Regions from separate parts of the Mus musculus genome. Here regions 2, 3, 4, 5, 6 and 7 are each linked to region 1. Evidence: chromatin contacts called from public Hi-C, HiCAR-type, HiChIP or PLAC-seq, Micro-C and promoter capture Hi-C data. All regions are on one chromosome and are shown on one strand. Each heading gives the region's core, a stretch centred on a gene start, on an enhancer-like site or on the middle of the called end of the contact. The rest is flanking DNA. Distances are from core to core; before and after follow the strand shown.

What was found. Promoter capture Hi-C pulls out the DNA fragments that hold promoters and counts their contacts. A called contact is a pair of places that touch in the nucleus more often than the background predicts. HiCAR-type assays count read pairs that join an accessible place to other places. HiChIP or PLAC-seq counts read pairs in DNA pulled down with a chosen protein or histone mark.
Region 2: a contact with region 1 is called in a Micro-C map of embryonic stem cells, with 2.7 times the contacts expected there. The contact joins the enhancer-like site here to the promoter of Man1a in region 1. A contact is called at or near these places in 4 of 39 promoter capture datasets (the 3T3-L1 cell line, 3T3-L1-derived adipocytes and liver), 1 of 15 datasets of contacts at CTCF or cohesin (the NIH/3T3 cell line), 2 of 484 Hi-C or Micro-C datasets (bone marrow-derived macrophages and embryonic stem cells), 3 of 115 datasets of contacts at active chromatin or transcription factors (bone marrow-derived macrophages, embryonic stem cells and large pre-B cells) and 1 of 9 other capture datasets (adipose tissue).
Region 3: a Hi-C map of uterus shows a contact between it and region 1, with 5 times the contacts expected there. The contact joins the enhancer-like site here to the promoter of Man1a in region 1. A contact is called at or near these places in 8 of 39 promoter capture datasets (the 3T3-L1 cell line, the C10 cell line, HPC-7-derived erythroid cells and 3 more), 1 of 15 datasets of contacts at CTCF or cohesin (the NIH/3T3 cell line), 4 of 484 Hi-C or Micro-C datasets (adipose-derived mesenchymal stem cells, embryonic fibroblasts and uterus), 6 of 115 datasets of contacts at active chromatin or transcription factors (bone marrow-derived macrophages, embryonic stem cells, fibro-adipogenic progenitors and 2 more) and 1 of 9 other capture datasets (embryonic stem cells).
Region 4: a contact with region 1 is called in a promoter capture Hi-C map of neural stem cells. The contact joins the promoter of Fam184a here to the promoter of Man1a in region 1. A contact is called at or near these places in 2 of 39 promoter capture datasets (embryonic stem cells and neural stem cells) and 4 of 484 Hi-C or Micro-C datasets (cardiomyocytes and embryonic stem cells).
Region 5: a contact with region 1 is called in a Micro-C map of the HL-1 cell line, with 4 times the contacts expected there. The contact joins the enhancer-like site here to the promoter of Man1a in region 1. A contact is called at or near these places in 8 of 39 promoter capture datasets (the 3T3-L1 cell line, 3T3-L1-derived adipocytes, the C10 cell line and 4 more), 2 of 15 datasets of contacts at CTCF or cohesin (large pre-B cells and pro-B cells), 4 of 484 Hi-C or Micro-C datasets (the HL-1 cell line, cerebellar granule neurons and cortical neurons), 1 of 115 datasets of contacts at active chromatin or transcription factors (bone marrow-derived macrophages) and 2 of 9 other capture datasets (adipose tissue and embryonic stem cells).
Region 6: a contact with region 1 is called in a HiCAR-type map of fibro-adipogenic progenitors, with 4 times the contacts expected there. The contact joins the enhancer-like site here to the promoter of Man1a in region 1. A contact is called at or near these places in 3 of 39 promoter capture datasets (the 3T3-L1 cell line and liver), 5 of 484 Hi-C or Micro-C datasets (Th1 cells, cerebral cortex, cortical neurons and 1 more), 7 of 115 datasets of contacts at active chromatin or transcription factors (bone marrow-derived dendritic cells, bone marrow-derived macrophages, fibro-adipogenic progenitors and 3 more) and 2 of 9 other capture datasets (adipose tissue and liver).
Region 7: an H3K4me3 HiChIP or PLAC-seq map of the 230-238 cell line shows a contact between it and region 1, with 49 read pairs. The contact joins the enhancer-like site here to the promoter of Man1a in region 1. A contact is called at or near these places in 5 of 39 promoter capture datasets (the 3T3-L1 cell line, the C10 cell line and liver), 2 of 484 Hi-C or Micro-C datasets (both in uterus), 6 of 115 datasets of contacts at active chromatin or transcription factors (the 230-238 cell line, bone marrow-derived macrophages, large pre-B cells and 1 more) and 1 of 9 other capture datasets (adipose tissue).

Annotation. Positions count from the first base shown.
Region 1 is chr10:54,074,372-54,077,136 of GRCm38.p6, forward strand. Man1a (mannosidase 1, alpha) reads right to left here and starts at 1,366. Exons shown (of 13, transcript NM_008548.5): 1 at 1,155-1,366; 2 at 45-899. The coding sequence starts at 653. Gm16998 (predicted gene, 16998) reads left to right here and starts at 1,551. Exons shown (of 3, transcript NR_038016.1): 1 at 1,551-2,482.
Region 2 is chr10:54,508,522-54,511,286 of GRCm38.p6, forward strand. No RefSeq gene overlaps it. Among named protein-coding and RNA genes, the nearest start is that of Gm36335, 140 kb to the left of the region's middle. Within about 2 kb of position 1,435, at least 7 of the 459 cell types and tissues checked have an H3K27ac peak or open chromatin away from gene starts, as enhancers often do. A contact at or near this core is called in embryonic stem cells, where this site is marked.
Region 3 is chr10:54,402,277-54,405,041 of GRCm38.p6, forward strand. No RefSeq gene overlaps it. Among named protein-coding and RNA genes, the nearest start is that of Gm36335, 38 kb to the left of the region's middle. Within about 2 kb of position 1,440, at least 9 of the 459 cell types and tissues checked have an H3K27ac peak or open chromatin away from gene starts, as enhancers often do. A contact at or near this core is called in fibro-adipogenic progenitors and uterus, where this site is marked.
Region 4 is chr10:53,749,513-53,752,277 of GRCm38.p6, forward strand. It overlaps Fam184a (family with sequence similarity 184, member A), which reads right to left and starts at 1,397. Exons shown (of 18, transcript NM_001081428.1): 1 at 1,201-1,397. The coding sequence starts at 1,368.
Region 5 is chr10:54,367,424-54,370,188 of GRCm38.p6, forward strand. No RefSeq gene overlaps it. Among named protein-coding and RNA genes, the nearest start is that of Gm36335, 3.6 kb to the left of the region's middle. Within about 2 kb of position 1,403, at least 4 of the 459 cell types and tissues checked have an H3K27ac peak or open chromatin away from gene starts, as enhancers often do. A contact at or near this core is called in the HL-1 cell line, where this site is marked.
Region 6 is chr10:54,336,779-54,339,543 of GRCm38.p6, forward strand. No RefSeq gene overlaps it. Among named protein-coding and RNA genes, the nearest start is that of Gm26177, 27 kb to the left of the region's middle. Within about 2 kb of position 1,408, at least 3 of the 459 cell types and tissues checked have an H3K27ac peak or open chromatin away from gene starts, as enhancers often do. A contact at or near this core is called in fibro-adipogenic progenitors, where this site is marked.
Region 7 is chr10:53,812,011-53,814,775 of GRCm38.p6, forward strand. No RefSeq gene overlaps it. Among named protein-coding and RNA genes, the nearest start is that of Fam184a, 62 kb to the left of the region's middle. Within about 2 kb of position 1,416, at least 34 of the 459 cell types and tissues checked have an H3K27ac peak or open chromatin away from gene starts, as enhancers often do. A contact at or near this core is called in the 230-238 cell line and uterus, where this site is marked.

The DNA of each region.
Region 1 (2,765 bases), core at 116-2,615:
AGAAAACAGCAGCGTGAGTGGGATTTCAGGCAGGCTTTACTCACCTCTTTGATCTTTGCCCTCTTCTCACGGATGGTGGCGTCAGCGGGCTCCCGGTTCTCTACCCCGACGGGGGGCAGGAAGTCCACCTTGGGCAAGCCCCTAAACAGATCCTTGTCACGCAGCTGGTCCTGGGCCACCTTTTCCTTCTCCAGCAGAATGTCTCTTTGGATCTCCTCCGGCAGCTTCTGCAGGGTCTCCTTGGCTTCCCTGAGAGCCCGCTCGTGGTTTTCGCGGATCCTGGCTAAGTTGTCTTCCAGTCCAGCTCCAGGGTCCCCAGGCGCGCCTTCCTCGCGGTGCCGGACTCTCCCCTCGGCGGCATCCTCCGCACGCGCCCCGAGCCCGGGCTTGTGCTCCGCCGGCGGCTGCAAGGCAGGGTTGGAGTGGAACAGGACCCCGCTGAGCAGCTTGGAGGAGTCAGGCAGGAAGAAGATTGCCCCGAAGCAGAGCGTGATGAAGGCGCTGAACACCAGCAGCAGCACGAACTTCTCGGTGAGGCGGAAGGCAGCGGGGCCAGACCCCTTCCTCCCGCCGCCAAGCCCCCCGCCCAGGCCACTGCCCAGGCCGCCGCCCCCAGGGCTACTGAAGAGCGGCAACAGGCCCCCCACGGGCATCGCTCCGGAGGTTGTAGCCGCCGGCTGACAGTCTGTCCAGGGGCCCGGCGCCGAGCCGCTCAGCAGCCAAACTTCGCTGCCGCCGGCTGTCAGCGGCTGCGGGGCCGGCTCTTGCGCATCCAGGCCGCCCAGAGCGCGTGTCTGGGCTGCGGGTCTCCCCGCTTGAAGCGGCTCCCCTCCGGCGATCCTCGCCGGGGCGGCTCCTTTGGCAAACAGGCACGCGCGGCAAACCGCTGGCTGCAGCCCCTGTTGGGGGGAGAGGAGACAGTAAAAGCGCAGTGGTTAGGAAGGTGCTGAGAAAGTTTCCAGTGGGGTCTCCGCCCTCCCCTGGACCCGGGATCCGCAGGACCGTATCCCGGCAGGCAACCCCGGGGTCCAGCCGCGGGCACCACCCTCAGAGCCCACTTTGGACTTGGGGTGAAGTTTTCCAGCCGCGGAGGCAGGGTGTCCCGCGACATCTGGGTCAGCACAGCGGGCACCTCGGTGGCAAGGGCGGCGCACCTCTGGGCAGCAAGGGCGCCGCGTGCGTAGGGGGTTCGTCAACTTCTCCAGCTGCCCATCTCCGAGCGCTTCCCGGCGGGTGGTAGCACGCGTACAGCCGGGTGGCTCTGAGGCCCCGGGACACGGCTCAGGTGAGCGAGCGCACCGACCTGCCGGCGTGAGCCAGCGAACCAGGCACCGTACTGCCCTCCGTCGCGGCCCCGCCGTGCACTAATAGCACTGCCGGTCTCCCGAGCGGTCGGAAACGAGGGCGGTGACGCGTCCGGAGAGTGACAGCGCGTCCGGGCCAATCTTACGCCTCCCAGGGTCCCGCGGGGGTGGAGCCGAGGCGGGGAGGGGGCCGCACGGGGCGGGGAGTTTACGGGAAGCGCTGCCTCTCCGGGACCCGGCAGAGGCGGGGAGGTCGCGGCTCCCCTGGGCTCCCGAGGACTGGAACTGCGCCCGGGAGCCGTGTTAAGACTCGCCCGGAGGACCAGAGCCGGAGTTGGTCCGAGCTTATTCCGCCCAAAACCTATTCAAGCCGAAGCCCCAAAGGTAGTGGATCCCCGAGTGACCACTACTAATATGGTAGCGACAGCTTGCCCCAGTACTCGAAATTGGCGATCCCGAAGAGCATGCAGGGGATTGCGGGGGCAAGCCGTGGTTTTGAAGTGGTTTTGAAGGCTTTTCTCCAGCCACCCCTTATTACCCAAGACAGGGATTCCCCGGTGCCCAATAACTCTCAAATCCAAAGTCTCCAGGCTCCTCCACAAAGCTTTTGAGCTCTCTACTCTACCTCGTTAAGAGCCTTTTACATCCTAGGCGACTTGGGGTTTGGGGACTGCTTGGGGCTCTAAGTATACACCCTCTTCCCCTTACAATAAACAACAACAACAACAAAAGTTGTATGACTCCCCCACACTCCCCCACACCCCCCCCACTTTCGAAATTCATTTACCTCATCGCAGTTGGTCAAATTTTCCATTCAAAGAAGACAGTTTTATGCTGCCAGAGCTCCAAGCAATAAATTGAACCCTGTTGAAATTAAGTCTTGGATGCGACAACTCCCAGCGAAGGCAAGACTTGGTCCAACAGAGATTGTTTTCAACACAGCCTTGCAGTATTCAGTCTCATGGAATGTCATGGAAACTGGCTCCACCTCCCATGACATCCATTGGAATGCCCTGCTGATATTGCATAGATCTACATTTTGACCTGGCTGGGAACCCCCTGCCTCAGGGTGAAGAGACAAGAAAACATTTCCCAAACTGTGTTATGAATCCCCTGTTGCTCCACAAAGAAACAGTTACCAGAGGGAAATTTGACTGACTTCCCACTCCTGAAAGCTGGTTTGTAGCAGCTCTGTTTACCCTCAACCTTCTCCGGAAACATGATTTTAAAGTGTGCCCTTTACTTGTCTTAAACCAGAGGAAAACAGCTGGCAACTTCCAGGAGAGTGCCCACAGCACAGTTGTTTCCAGGTGTTGTGCTGTGTGCATAAAGTAAAAAAGCCAAGGCAGAAATCCTAAGGTCGTTTTCGTTTAAATGTTAATTATCATTTTTAGCCATCACTGTTTGTTGTGTATTGGGTTTGTGCAAAATGAGCCAGTAACATAGTCAGAAGTTCTGGTT
Region 2 (2,765 bases), core at 185-2,684, 430 kb after region 1:
CTTTAGGGACCCATTCTAGAACCTATAAGAATGGGTCCTGAAGAGTTTCTAAATCTGAGTCATGGCACCATATTATGTGTTTATAAAAAGATAAAGGGAAAGGAGCAGCTATGTTCTATGGAGGTATGGTGAGGTATGGAGGAAGGGGATGTCTCAGCATCCCTTCCTTTTGAGGGACCAGCCACATGATGGTATAGTATAGAGTACAGTTTATTCAAGGATAGGGAGGAGAGTTAAAAGGTTAGTAGAGACAGAGAAAAACAGAGAGAAAGTAGAAAAGTAGAGCCTGGCCATGAATACATGGAGAGAGGGGGAGGGGGAGGGAATGGGGAAAGGGTAAGGGGACAGAGCAGGAGCAAGAAGGATCAAGAGAACAAGAGAGCAAGAGAGGGAGGAGGGGGCAAGCAGCCCCTTTTATAGTGAGTCAGGCCTACCTGGCTTTTTCCAGGTGACTGTAGAGTAGAGCATACGTGGTTATTGTCAGGTAACTGTGGGGTTGAGTTTAGACAGAATGCTAACAAACGTACTTCAACATAATATGATATATTCACAATTGATATCATATTGAATTAGGAAAAAAATTAAAACCTTCCCTTTAACATAAGGATCTGGGAAAAGATGTCCATCTTTGCTACTATCATTTAACTTCCTATCTTAAATTCCAGACAACAATTATCAGGTGAAGAAATAAAACAGGGAAGGGGAAGTACAATTGTCAATATTTGCCAAGGTATAATGCATCCAATTCCCCAGTTCTTCCCACTCAAAAAAAAAAAAAAAAAAAAAAAAAAAAGGGCAGGGGAGAGAACAAATAAATTAATTCAGCATATTTTCAGGATACATAATTAACATGCCCAAACTAATAATATTGCCATATACCAATAGTGAACTCCCTTTACAGAGACTTTATATACTTTCTGATTATGTCTACATGAACATATTTTTAAAACTAGAACATCATGTGCCTTAAACTTGCAACAATGTGCTACGTAGCTGACAATGATCTTTCCCTTCTAATCATCTGACCTCAGCCATCTGAGTGCTGGGAATACAGATGTTTCCCTACATGTTCATCTATGAAGAACTGGATATGGAGGCCAGGGTTTCCACATGCTAGATGAACACCTTTTCAATCACATCCTCAGCCCAAACATTAATTAAAATGGTTACATAGTTTTACATAATAACTTTTTATTATGGAAACAACCTTAGTACTTCCGTTGACTTGAATAAATTCTAGATTATAGGTATCAACCTTTTTAGAAGAATGTTATAATATTTGTAAGGGGTAGATGTTCTTTTGCATCTTTCTGTTGAGGCTCAGTCTGTTGCTATGTATTGTAATGCTAAATTCTGTACCCAAAGGTCTAGGCCTATGAGTCAGTTCTCTTGTTTACTAGCCTTTGTTCTGCAAACCTACCTCCTTAATTTAAAACTGTTAAGGTTTGGTGTGTATTCTAATGGTAAATACTGACCCTGGTTGCCTCAGGGATGAGTTGATACTCAAAGAGACCAAAAAATGCTGTGTAACCTTGCTGTCCCCAAGTTATCCCTAAAAGGAAAGAAGGTAGAGAAAAGATGCCATGATATTAGTGAATCATGAAAATCTGGCCATGAGGGCTGGCCAATTGAAGTAAGGACAGTCTGAGCGGAACATGGCAAATTACATCTTAGGGTTAATGATAGGTTAGAGGGTAGTATAAAATTTTCATGTCTTGTTTTTGTTTTTTTTTTTTGTTTTTTGTTTTGTTTTGTTTTGTTTTGTTTTGTTTTTTGAGACAGGGTTTCTCTGTATAGCCCTGGCTGTCCTGGAACTCACTCTGAGAACTGAATGATCAAAGGAAGGGTAGAAACCCCTGACTGAGATTAAATATTTACTATACCTTTCTTATAAATTGTGGTGATAAAAAGTGTACTCTTCTATGGGTATCTCTTCTCATCAACTTCAGTATTGTAAATAATTCTCTTTAAGTGCAGAATCTTGGATCAATGGAAAAAAATGGTTCCTATAGCTTGTGTTCTTCTCATCTTTCTAGATGTCAAATGCTTCATATACATGCATTTGACATCTTTTACAGTATACTCTCCTTGAATGGTTTTGGAACAGGGCTTTTGTAAGACTCTGGTGAGCTGTAGCTTACCTGGGACTCCCTGGAGCCAGGAATTGATACAAAAAGCAAGAACTTATTGTTCCAATGTGTTGAGGTCACCCTACACATGTGAGAGAATGATCCCACGCAGCACATTTGGCAAGTATTTATACAGTTTTCAGAGCAGAAGCCATTAGGTACAATGTGATTGGTAGAACAGTGTGACTTTTAAACTGATTGGTCTTTAGGGAATGAGGTGGCAAGGTCTTCCTTTGTCTACAGGTGGCCAACAGTCTAGGTATGTGTCTGCTCTGGGCCTCCCCAACCTGCAGGTGGCTGATGGTCTGTCCACACTCTCCAACCCCCACCCCTGTTTGAGAAGAGTATTAAGGGGAGGGGTGCCTAAGTGCTTCAGGACCTTTCTCTTCCTGGAAGGGAGGGGTCTGGTGGAATCTTCCAAATGTCCTGAAGTGACCTCTTCACCTTCAAAGCCAGAACCATCTGGATAATTAAAGCAACCTACTGGATTGTTGTGAGCAACAACTAGTTTTCTGTGTCCATAATACACATCCTTTCTGTCCTCCTCAGGGAGCCTACTCCAACTGCCATGCTAAAGTCTGAACCAACAAGTGAACTGTACCACTTGTTGTGAGATTGGAACCAACATTTGTGTTT
Region 3 (2,765 bases), core at 190-2,689, 330 kb after region 1:
ATGAGGAAACAGGATGGTAAAAGCAACGTGTTCAAAACAAAATTTCATGAATTTAAATCTGAACAGGGTATTTACTGCAACTCAGTAGAATTAGCTCAGAACTTCAGGGCTACCACTCCTAGGGTCTGTTACACTCCTAGATCCCAAGTGGCAACAGGATGAAAATGTTGCAGAACCAGAAAATGGGAACTGTGTGGAGCGCATCTGCTGGCATGGACACATGGACCAGAAGGAAGAAGAAACAAGAAATAATGTTCTGCTTTATCTGCCACTCAGTCCAAGTTCCTGCTGTTGTTCTTCCATGGGCATTACAACTACAAGCCAGTGGCAGGTATCTAAGGACACAGATCAACTCCTAATCCCAGAGAGAGGACAGGGTGGATCTTAATCTGCAAGATAGCAAAGAAGTTCATGGAAGATGCACCCAGCATGGAGTGTCTTGACGTACCTTTCACGTATGAACATTTGGTTATAGTTAATACTTGAGTTAGAGATAACCCACTCAAAATCATACAACAGTCCTTGTCAGACAGGGTTTACATAGATTCTAGAGAATTATTGCCAACAGCACACAGAAAAACAAACTAGGTTGTTTGTGATAAATAGGCAGTGTATGAGGTCTCATTAAAACAGAAGCAAACAAGAAAGCAAACAAGAAAGAATCAGCACTAAAATGTAAAAAAGAAAAAAAAAACAACCTCCTGGAATAACAAGAAGAAAGAGTAGCTTACAAAGTAATGTGCATGGAGGTTAGGGAGAGATCCACAAAGGTCATATAAATTAGAACAGATTCAGGAAGGAGAGGACGATCATGGGAAAGACTGGAATGCTGGAGAGATTTACACACAACGCACCCCTTTCAGTATATTTCTTTATCATGGGAAAGGGTATAAAAGTGGAAGCTTTGTTGAAAATCTCTTATGCTTTTGTCATTTGAACTAACTTAAATGCCAAATTGAGTAATTTTTCCTTCATTTTTTTTTTCTGCCCGCTTCATTGAGTGTTAATTTTCAGTGAAGCTGAATCTACTTGAAACATATTTTTTTGTGAATTACTTAGGAATGAGGTCATGTTTTAAAAAAGAGGACTGCGGTGCCTTGCCAAAGTTTTGGGGTAATTGTTTTAAGTGGTCACAGCATGACCCTTGGCAAATAAAATGTGGCTGTTTGGAAAAGATAGCATTTCCTTCAGAGGTTAAAAAGATATTGACAGCCCTGAGACTTAGCAGAAATTCATCTTTCAGATAAGGCCCACATAAATATTTTAGATATTTCCTGATGGCAGTGAGATAAATGGTTGTCACAAAGTGGGAAAGCCTCATTTTCTAAGTCTGAGTGGCAATTTTCCTATAATTCTGCCACATGTATAAAGTCTGCACTGCAGCTGGCTGGCTGACTGAAAGGAAGGAATGGCCAAGATTAATGAGATAAGCAAACATAATATTTATTTCTGAGGCACTCTATTACCATCTCAGAGTGCCTGCCAGAGCTTTGCTCCCAATGCTGTGATGTGGATGAGATAGTTGAGACATTTATTAAGTTAATAGACGTGAAAAATATGGCAACCTTGCAAAAACCATCTAGGCAAAATGCAAACGTCTCTTGAAACTCTGCACATGTCTGATGCTCTTTTCCAGATACCATCTCGATGGGTTGGAGATCTGGTCAGTTCTTTCCCTTTTATTTAGAGCCTGATGAAGGGAAATTTAAAAAGTGTTGTGTGTTACTTGTAACTTTTAAGGATAGAGATAACACAGGGCTTGGCAAAAACATGACTTCTGCTAAAAAAAAAAAAAGAGTATAAACACACACACACACACACACACACACACACACACACACACACACACACACACTCACACACACACTATACATGTTAGGACCTAAAATGTGCATAGCACTTTTATTAGGCTAAGCTTGTGCATGTTGCATGTCTTAATCCCTGTTCTTTACCTTATTCCTTACCCACTGCATACATATTCATATTTAACTGACTAGTCTCTACATATTCATGAAAGGAATGCTTAAGGAAGTTAGAAATGTGTGATAGATTTGTAAATATAGCATAATATTCCCCTCACTTACCACTAATGCTAACTCATTAAGAAGGTGTAAGGCCATCTAGGGTATTGTATAATGAGAGAATATTTTGACATTTAAAGCTATATCTTATGCACAATGCACAAGAAAGAGGCCAGTAGAATAGGAATGTGTATGGTGAACCTTGACTTTCTCCTGCCCTTTCCATTTATTTGACTTAGTCTTTTACTCTGCATACGTATAGGAAATTCTCAGGCATCCAGTCATATCACATTTCAGAAAGAAACTTTATTAATAGCATTTCTACTTCCAGCTTTAAAAAACATTTAAATTTGTATAGGTTCTATATTGGCAAACATTGTAATCTGCTCTAACACATATAACCTAGAGTTACTCATGTAACTCAAGATCTGGTTATTTTTGTCATCTCTCCCCTCTGTGCTGAAGATTGACCTAAGGACCTATTGTTCTACCATTGGGATATATCCCCATCTCCTTTATTGTAGGATATTTTGTAGTGGCTACCATAAGTAGAGCTTAATTTACATTAAAATTTTTCTTCAGATTTAATTTTAGCTCATTCCAAATTAATGAATGAAATAATAGCCCTATGATTTCATAATGACACATACCTTTGCAGTTTTAGCTTATTTCTATAGGAAAAACCCAAAATATAGACTTTGTGGGTTGATGTGCATTTAAGATGTTGGAAGCACCACAGCATAG
Region 4 (2,765 bases), core at 147-2,646, 320 kb before region 1:
TGTAAATGCTCTGATAACATGTGGCTACCACAGTTTACATCCCTTCCATTCTGGGTTTCAGGACCCTTCACAAAAGCAAACGGTACCAACTGAACGTGCAGCATCTCTTAGGATGGTGCTTAGAACAAAGACAGACAATCCAAAAAGGAAGAAAACTAACTCCACAAATTGTCGTGTTGCTCAGCATGGGGTGAGTCTTGATCACGTGGTTTTTGTTGTTTTCATCATGTGTCTCTATGCATCCCTTCACTCATTCCCGTTATCTTTGAATCCTCGATCGATCACATCCTCCTCCCCCGTCTCTTCACTCCCTTTTCACAAGTGTGCCCCCCTCCTCTCTTTAAACTCCAGGGAAACTGTATGATGGAGTTGAGCCAGATCTCAAGAGATTATCGAGCAGTGACCCTCAAGCCCACCTTCCTCTTCAACACTGCAACAGTCCTAGGGAACCTGGTCCCCATGTGTGACTTCCAGAAACCCTAGATCAGTCCCACACAGGGTGAGCCTGCTGGGTAAGAGCTACACAGAACCAACCCTTATGATCAGTATTCAGTATTTTACTAAATTCGAAAAAGGACTCATTAACGGGCATACACCACCCTGAACTATGCTTGGAAAACTGTGCAGGTGATGTGCAGGTCTTCTGATAAGATGGGGCATTTACTAAATGCAAACGCGGTGTGATTCATCTAATAAACCTTATTTGACATCTTGTGAGGGTAAGTAAGGAATGACTCATTAAATCCCTTAAAATGGCACGCAAGGTATGTTTTACCCTCCTACAGTCCTCGGAATAACCTCGGGAAGTTTATCCTCTCATTAACTGTGTAACCAGTAGCCTGACACCGATTAACTCCGAGGATCCCGGGTCATATTAGGTAAACCGGTACAGTACTTCACCGAGTACTGTAGCGCGGTGCTTCGTGCAGCCCTTGGCAGAGGCACCTGAGCAACAGGAAAAGTCCATTACTCCTGTGGAACCCAGAAAGTAAGCCCTCATGTGCTCTGTGCAGGTTTACCCCTAGTCGGTTGGTTATGGAGTGCAAGCCCTGGAAATCCCGCGGTGCAGTGTGCGGTGTGCGGTGTAGCTCAAGTTAGGTGGCTAGCGTTCCACCCAAGTTTGGAGGGACCAGGAGGCAACTCTGGCTGTTGCTTCTCTTAGGAGCCCCCTCCTGAACCCCGAGCCCCAGCACCCCATACCTTGGTGAGCTGGGCGATCTTCTTGCTCATTTTCAGGTGCATGTCCTGGCTGTAGTCCATGTTGTGCCCTGCCAGCTGAGCGGCAGCTGGGGAGGTCGCGAATTTGGCCGGCCCGGACGTGGAGCTACCGTAATAGTGATGTTGCCAGCTCATGCCCGGGGTCGCCATCTTCCCGGCAGACCCCAGCCGGGGCACCTGTCCCTGCGCGCGGGGCGAGGCCGGCGCGGCGACGACACGGGACAGGCGACAGCCCGGGCGACCGCTTGCCGACCCGCCGGCCCGTGCCCTCCAGTCCCGCAGCCAGCAGCCCCCTGCCCGCCCGCAACAGCCGCGTCCCCCTGCCTCGGCTTGGCGACGTCGCGGCTAGCGTCCCGCAAGAAGCGGCCACCGGGCCCCGAGACTCCGCGGCCGCCGGGGCTGCGGAGGGAGGCGGAGACGGGGCGGGCTGCAGCGGCGGGAGGCGGGTCCGGGGACGCGGGAGCCGCCGAGCGCCGTTACCAGGACGCGCGGCTCGGGGGCTCAGCGAGCGCGCGAGGGTGGCCACGTCATTTCCCCGCAGCCAAGCTCCGCCCCGCAGCTCCCCGCCCCGCAGTCCTCCAGTTTGCAGCTTCTCAGCCCGCAGCCAAGCTCCGCCCCGCATCCTTCCAACCCGCAACCTCCAACCTGCAGCTCCTCAACCCGCAGCCAAACTCTCATCCTCAACCCTCCAGCCCATAGCTCCGCGTCCCTGCAACCGGCAAATCTGCGACCCCGCAATCTGCAGCCCTGAACCCCTCGGCCCTCCAGCCGCCAGCACTTGTCCTCCACACTCCCATAGCTACACAGCGATTGAGCCCCACACTAGGCGCCCTGCCTCACGGAGGCCTCTCACAGTCGCACAAGGCCTTACAACCTTGCAGCCTGAGAGTTCCCACTGCATCCAGCAGCACTGTCTCACTTTTCACCGCGCAGACCCACAGCTGCCAGCTCCTTAACACACCCATTTCCCACAGTCTGCACCCTTTGGCTATTACCCTGTGCCTGAGTGTGCAATCTAGTTTTTAAAAGAATCGTCCAAAGAAGATAAAAAATTGATGGTGACCTTCGTTTAGCAACAAGCAGCGGGAAGCTCGACAGAGCCTCTCTGCATGTACTTTTTGTGTGCAGGCCCAGCCACAGCCGACATAGGATCTTAAGGCCAAGCATCTCTACACTAGAGAAGTGGTGGTGAAATAGAGGGAGATCCGATCCGTAATCCTACACGTGATTGGTCTTCCCAAACTCATCCAAACTCAAGCATTTCAGGGTCATACTGACCTAATGTGTGCCAGGCTAGAATGAAGCGATGCCAAGGGCCTATGTTTGGAGGACCATACCTCTACAATCAGCTGCACCCAATTCTCGGTGGGATGAAGCCTGGAATAATTAAATATGAAAATGTAATTGGCTAGATATTAGAATAGGACTGGGATATAGAGGGAAGAACCCAACAGGGAAACAAGATATCTGCCCTTAAATATTGGGGCTGTATCAAGATTTGGCATTATGCGTACTTTTTCCACCTTGCTAAATATATTACTTTATAC
Region 5 (2,765 bases), core at 153-2,652, 290 kb after region 1:
AATATTGTTTCCTCTGTGTGATTTATATAACAACTAAGAGAAGCTTTCTATTTATACTGGGTTAAGTACAGCTTGGTAGTGACTTTATGCTTGGATGCATTAATAATACTTAATTCTGCATTGAGTGATAGTAGACGTTTACATGTCAGACAGAGAAGATTTTCTATTTTCATCATCATTTCTCTACAAGTGAAAAATTAAGAGAATTTCTTTACCTTGAAAAATGTTTTCTAGTATTAGTTAGATCTTTGGCTGTATCTTGGACACCGTGACATAGCATACAGTGCTGGAGTCTGACCATTATGGTATTTGCCAAGCAGGAACAAAGGTTAATTGAAAATCTGTAATAGCTACAATACTATACTGACAAAAATCCTCATAGCTATTTTCTTCATCTATAAAGGCTTGAGCCTGTCTTACCATTAATGTCAGAAGCACAAATGGTTCCTTTGAAAGGGATTTTAGAGCACATAGCCAGCAGAGGAAAGAGTTGATGCATGCGGATTGCTTTCCAGGAGGTATGCAATTTCTTTCACATGCTTACTTTAAAACACTTCCCTTCCTCTACTTAGAACATGAATACAGTGGTCGACCTCATCTGCAGGGGATAGCTCTCCAGGGGATGTATAAGTGCTGAAGTGCCACTGATGCTGTGTCCTTTCCCCACACTACAATTAGGTTTAATTTATGTATTAGGGACAAGAGGAGATTAACAAACAACAATAATAAAGCAGCAAAATTATAGTAATATACTATAGCAAAAGTTATATAAATGTTCTCTCTAACAATATGTTACTGAACTTTCATCTTTTCATATAGTGGAAACGATTTAAGGCCTCCCTTAAGCATATAGAGGTTGCCAGCATTACTGCTCTCACACTTTGGAGCTGCTAGTAAGTAAAATCAAGGTCAGCTAGATATGGACATTGTGATAATGCAACTGTCAATCTCAATGCCTAGATTACCACTGGCAAAGGACTAGTTTCATGGTTAATCTTGATTGTGTACTTGATGGGACTTGAAACCACCAAGGAGACAAACCTCTGGGAATGTCTGTGAGGGCATTTCAGTATGGGTTCAGCAGAAGTGGGAAGATATTCCTCAAATGTCAGTGGTGCCATAGGATTGTGGCCTAGAGTGAATTAAAGGACTCTTAAATTGAGTGCAGCACCAGAAGTCACCTGTCTGCTTCCCAACTGCAGACATAATGCGATTTACTGCCTCATACATCTTGTACAATAGCTACTCTCTCTTTTTCCTAGAATGGATGGGTTATACCCTTAAATTATGCATCATAATAGGCCCTTCCTTTCTTAAGTTGTCAAGTGTTTTGTTACAATAAAAGTAACTAATACAGAACGTTAGGACTGTGTGCGGTGTTGCTGTGAGAAAGCTGGCCATATGGTTCAGAAGCGTTTGCAACAGGTGTGTGTTGCAAGCTAGAGAAACCCAACAATGGTTTAGGCCGTGTGTATTGGGCCATTCTGATGGGAGTTCAGAGGACCCGAATACTCAAAAGAAACTCACATCATCAAGAAGGACCATGGGGTTTCATATGTGAAATTCTACCTAGAACCAGGCTAGATACTATGGGTATTATGTTCTGCCAAAGACGCTGACTGCATTCTGCTCATGTCCTGAAAACTTCAATGAGACTGAATTTAAAAACTTATTGCCTGATCGGTTTAGTGGAAGACTATCCAAGGCAGCATAACACAGCAGCTTTAATACGATATGCAGTAGAATAAGGAAGGGATAAAAGTGTAAAATTTTTGACCATGATGGTTCAGACTGGTGGTTCTCAACCTGTGGATGATGACCCCTTTGAAATTGAACAACACTTTCACAGCGGTTGCATATCATATATCCTGTGTATCAAATATTTACATTATGATTCACTGTGGGAACAGGACTGAGGAATGGGAGATGAGAGGTGATCGCGTCACAAGATGAATCCTGGGGATGAATCAGACTCTGGAGAACAATATCAGATTGCAGATCTGTTCTTACTGCACAGTGCATAAGCTTAAATACAGTGTTTGAACCAATCCCAAGCCCCTCAGTCCTTGGATAATTGTATTTTGTCATATCATCACAGTATCCAATGAAAGCCCTCCTAATGAGATTGCTCAGAAGGAGCAGGTGAGGGGAGACTTCTGTTGGGACTTCTGTGAAGAATGGAGACAGCCATCACCCTGACTTTGGATCCTTTTCTGCTGTCTCACTTATGTGCTAGGAGCCATCTTAGATGTAATGCAGTGTATGGCAGATCAGGACTCTTTGAGGAGTCACTGGAGCCTGTGGCACTTCAGTCTCCATCCCACTTTTTCCTTCACATGGTTGACTCCCACATCTATCACAATTCATAACACTAGAAAAATTACAGTTATGAAGTAGCAGTGAAAATAATTTTATGGTTGGGTGGGGGAGAGTCACCACAACATGAAGAGCTATATTAAAGAGTTGCACTATTAGGGAGTTTTGAGAACCATTGGCTTAGAAAAACATGTTATTCTTAAAGAGATTACTACAGTTAAAGAAAATCCTCACATTCTTCACTGCCAGCAATATCCAAACCATCCATAGCTTCTACTTGTAAAAGTGCAAGTTTATTTGAAAAGATAGAATGTGGTTTGAGGATGCAGCTGAGGGATCTCTTGCTTAACAAGAACTCTGCAGGCAAAGGCTTTCCAAGTTTTGTCAACTAAGGTAAACAGAAACCGCTACAGCTATGATCGAAGAGGACCAGACTGTATTTTGAGCTA
Region 6 (2,765 bases), core at 158-2,657, 260 kb after region 1:
ATCAAATAATGATTGTTAAGAGGACAGTAAAGAAGGGTTTGTTGAACAAACAGCAGGTGAATGACTTCCTTAGTAACTGAATGAATAAACAGAAAGATTAGAGACCACTTATGTAATGATCATCGCAGATTCACCTATACACTTATAAGGTTTCTGGAGGATTTATCACCTACATTTTTATTCCTAATCTAAAATAACAGAAATTTACTTAGTATCCAGTTCTAAGGTTTGATGATAGACTTACTAGTGAAGGAATGTTTTGCTGAAGCAGACACATGAGAGAGGATGTTCTACTAAAGCAAGCAGGTGAAAGGACGTGTGCTGAAGGATTCTTTGCGAACAACTTGCATGTATTGGTCCATCTTATAATGCATAGTTAAGCTGCATTGTTTGGGCTTCCGTAAAGAGAAACACATCAAAAAACTTCTGGTGGTATGCTGCAGTTTATTGCCACTTACAAGGACTCGGGCTGATTGGATGTGCCTGATGAGGCAAAACTCATGATGAGGCAAGTCTTGTGCTGAGGCAAGGCATATGGAGGCCACGTGATGTTTGGAGGGATAATATAAGACTCCATGGAGTGACGGAGACAGAGCTTGGCTTGCTGGTACAGCCAGCCATGCAACACTTGTAGATGTATTGTCTTTGACTATCTTTGCTTCGCAGAGAGGCACAGCCAAGAACTTCTCCTGGTATTCCTCCTGCTGGTCCCTCCTGCTGACTCATGCTGAGGCTGAGGAGGCCTGGCTGTCTCTGCTAAGTCCTGCCACTGCTGCTGATTTTCTATGCCAACTCTACTGAACTGGACTGCTGGTGTATCTGTGAGGTGTTTTCAAGTGGATTGAGCTGCTGCTGCTGCTATCCTGTGAACTGAACTGTTGCTTTCCAGACAACACAGACAGGAGTTGCTCCAAAGAATCTTTCAAAAAAGATCCACACCCCTCCCCATATCCTTTTTTTCCCCACTACTTCTGGTGGGTGGTGGGCTACAAGTTAAAGCATGTAAGAACCACCATTAAAAATAGGATTTGAAAAAATTAGAGTTATAACTGTAGCTGTGAGTTGGGAAAGAACATGGTTAAAGTGTACGTAGAAAGGAAAAGCAGAGAGATAGTGACAAAGTCAGGTGGGCAGGGCAATCCAATGTAACTCATGAGAGCCAAGATGCCATGTTAACCAAAGTAGAAGGGCTGGAAAGGCTCAACACAGCTAGGTTCAGGCTCAGACTTACCATCCCTGGCCTATTCAGTCATATAACTTGTTCACTACAAAACTCAATTTTTTTTAAAGAATAAACATTGGCACCATTATTTCTTCATGATGATGATGCTTTAAAAAATGAATAAGAGAAAATGATGTAATCCAATTCTGCTATTCCCAAGACCGATCAACATGTACGAGTGATAGTTTCCAGGAAGATGTCTTGCCAGCAGAATTGGGAAATGGTTTGTGTAAGCTTAAGGAAAAGGCTTCTTCCAGGAGAGCTGATGGCATGTGGTCTTCTTAGATAAGTATTTTATTTATGTATAAAATGAGAGAGTTCTATAAAGAGAGTGCTGGAAAATGTTCAAAACAGCCCTATATCCATACATAAATATAACCAACCCTCATATATGCACACAAACAGAACTCACCCTCCACACACAAATACAGCTCATACCCATATATACACACAAATGTACCTCATGCTCTTATACACACACACACACACACACACACACATACCTCACATCCATGTACACAAAAAAATTCAACTCACCCATCCTGCAAACACAACTCACCCCATATACATGCACACACAAACACAACTCACCTTATATACATATACTCACAAACACATCTCACCTTGAATACATACACACACAAGAGCAACTCAACCCCATGCACACACATAAACACACTGACATTTTACCTTATAAAGACAGGTGGAACAAAACTCACAATTAATAATACAACATGTAGTCCTCCTCCTCTTGGAAACTTCATAGAACCAACTTTCCCTTAAAATACTTTCATTGAATTTTTAGAAAGCAAGTTTATATCTGAATCAAACTGTAGTTGAATTTCCTAAATGGGTGTCAATCCAACAGCTATATTGGTACTTATTGTCACTTACGTTAATGATCATTAATGGCCGCACAGAAGTGAGACTATACTGCATGCTGGAACTTGTTTGTCTTTCAGTGACACACATGTATGGCTTTCACTGAATTACATTGATAGGTTTTGAATATTAGAAGATGTGTGTGCTCTTAGTTGTACTTCCAAGGCTTCTAAATACTACATCTTGGTGTGTTTAAGGGTCCCTTGGAGCAACACTGCAGCATTTGTTAATCATAGTATCTAGAAAGACCCATATTGTATTTTCCAAAATAGAAGAAAAAGAATAGTTTTGAGGTAGACTGCTACTTGAGGAGTACTTTTTAAGATTTAAAGTGTGTGTGTGTGTGTGTGTGTGTGTGTGTGTGTGTGTGTGTATACATATAGTTAGGCATGTGTACATGAATACAGGTACTCATAAAAGACAGTAAAGGGTGTTGGATCTTTGAGCTAGAATTACAGACCACTGTGAACTTTCTGCCCTGACTGCTGGGAACCAAACACAAGACTTCTGGAAGAGCAGAAAGACCTCTTAACTGCTTGGCTCTCTTGCTAGCCCCTAAATAATCTCTTGTAGATACAAGCATCTTTCATGGTTTTATGTTAGTAATTTTTCAAACTCTCCTGATTCTATGATTCAATTGAAGTGCTTGTTAAAAAGATAT
Region 7 (2,765 bases), core at 166-2,665, 260 kb before region 1:
GTGGCTGATTCCGAGGCTGGCCTTCCATAGCCCATGGGAAGTACTCAGAGGCCCTCGGCTATTGCTGCTGTCTCCTCAGGCATCCCTGAGCTGCCAGCCTCTGTAACAGAAGGGTTGGCACGGATCCCCGAGGATAATAGGGATTTTGGCCAAGGCTCCCACACAGAAGATTGCTGAACTATTCCAGTCCTGGAGGTAAATCAGGTAAGTAACACAGGCAGCCATTCCCATACCCTTAGTCCTTTTACCATGCTATCTCTAGAATTTTTACAACATAATGTTTTTTGACTTGAACACAGGAAATATTCAACTAGATTCAATTTCCTTTCAATTTTTCTTCTCTATGGAAGATGAATCGAGTACAGCCGATGATATGGATTCAACATAAAATGCAATGTATTCGAAGATCTCCTTTGCTCCATGCTCGGAAAATACAGTTACTGATGCCACTCAGGCTGGGCAGATAGCGATCTATGTGGGACATCGGTGCCAGTTCAGCCCATGGCTTACATTCGTAGCGTCTTCTGAGAAAGCTGATAGGGAAGACTTTCCCACTAATCCTAGGTTCAGAGTAATTTTTCTGGGAAGCGCATTGCTTTTTTTGGAATATTCACTGTTTCTTTGTGCTTTAATCCAATTTCACACTTAATGGTTTCAAGTGTAGAAAGTGCATTTTATTCTTCTCCACTAGAGGGAACCAAAGGGACTAGACATTGCAGCCAAGCGAATTATTTGTTGTCAGCGATGGAGAAGTTCGCAGGGGTTCTCAAAAACACCCGGAGAGGACTTTCTGTTTTATAACGTATTCTACTAAAATTTAACTATTTTTAGAAAAAATTTTGTGTTTATAGAAATAATTTAAACAGAAAAGGGTTAAAAAACAAACACACAAACAAACAAACAAAAAACCCCAACTAGATTTCTAGGTCCTGATTATGGTCCATACAACCCAGGGCACTGGGGATGAAGCCTGGATGAACCTTAGTGGAGCTTTAGTTCTTGGTAAAACCCACTCTGCCAGGCAAACAGGAAGCCCAACAAGGATGGAAGCAACTGAACATTAACTCTGTAAAGCAGGATGTAAGAACAAATGCTCACAGAGGCTCAGAGTAACCACAGACACCTGGAGACTGTCAGGATTTAGAATATGAGTCATGTGTTTTTCCGATTGAACAACTCCAACTATTATTTAGAATCCATGTGATTTACTTGGAGGAAAATCCAAAACTATCTTTTGAGGAATACTTCCAGCTCCACAAGTCAAAATTTAGGGAGCACCTAAAATCAGAAAACGGGGTGCTGTTCCTGAAACAAGAAATTTACAGGAGATCTAATGAGTTCTGCAGTATCCTATGCAGGGAACAAAAATAAATGCCCTCAATCCAGCTGCCACGGACCACAGATGTTTCCATCATGTCAGATACATCTGGCAAACTGGCCCAGAGACAAGAACTGGAATTACATGAAGAAAAGAGGTTACAGGATTGTCACAAGGGAGGGCTTAACACATTCAATTCCTGGAAAAGGCAGGAAAAAAATGGAGATATTGATTTATGAAAAGGTTTATTTGATGATAAAATTTTTCTCTCTCTCCCTCTGCCCCCTCTCTAGTTTAGGAAACATTGGGCTATCTCTATGTGTAGAGTCTCTTTCCTCCCAGGTCTCTGTGGTTTTCTAGAGGGCACCCCACCTCCCACCCACATAGGCTACTTATTTTTGTTAATTCTTCTGGCCTTCTGAGTTTCGTTGGGCTTCTCTCCTGTGCCTCCCAGACCTGATCCTGTTCCCTATTTTCCCTTCCCCTCCCCTTGCCTACCCACATCCTTCCCTCCCTCTGCTTCCTATAATTGCTTCCTATAATTATTTTGTTACATCTTCTAAGTGAGATTGAAGCATCCTCACTTGGGTCTTTCTGTTTGATAACTCTTATGGTCTGTGGTTATATTCTGGGTATTATGTACTTTTTTGCTAATATCCACGTATCAGTGAATATATACCATGCATGTCCTTTTGGGTCTGGGTTATCTTACTGAGGATGATATTTTCTAATTCCATTCATTTGCCTGCAAAATTCATTATGTGCTCATTCTAAATAGCTGCATAGTATTCCACTATGTAAATGAATCACACTTTCTGTATCCATTTTTCAGTTGAGGGACATCTAGATTGTTTCTAGCTTCTGGCTATTACATATAAGGCTGCTATGAACATAGTGGAACATGTGTCTTTGCAGTATACTGGAGCATCTTTTTGGGTATATATATGTCCAGGAGTGGTTTAGCTGGGTCTTTAGGTAGAACTATGTCCAATTTTCTGAGAAACTGACAGATTGATTTCCAGAGTGGTTGTACCAGATGGAAATCCCACCAGCAATGGAGAAGAGTTCCTCTTTCTGAAATCTGTGTCAGCATGTACAGTCACTTGAGTTTTTGATCTTAGCCATTCTGATTGGTGTAAGGTAGAATCTCCGAGTCATTTGGATTTGCATTTCTGTGATGACTAAGGGCTTTGAACATTTCTTTAAGTGCTTCTCAGTCATTTAAGATCCTTTGTTGCTAATTCTTTATACCCTATTTTTTTTTAGTTGGGTTATTTGGTTTTTGGAGGTTAACCTTTTTAGTTTTTATATATTTTGGATATTAGTCCTCTATTGGATATAGGATTAATGAAGATTCCCCCCCCCCCCCCAATCGCTAGGCTGCCAATTTGTCCTATTGACAGTGTCATTTGCCTTACAGAAACTTTTCAGTTTCAGGAGGTCACAT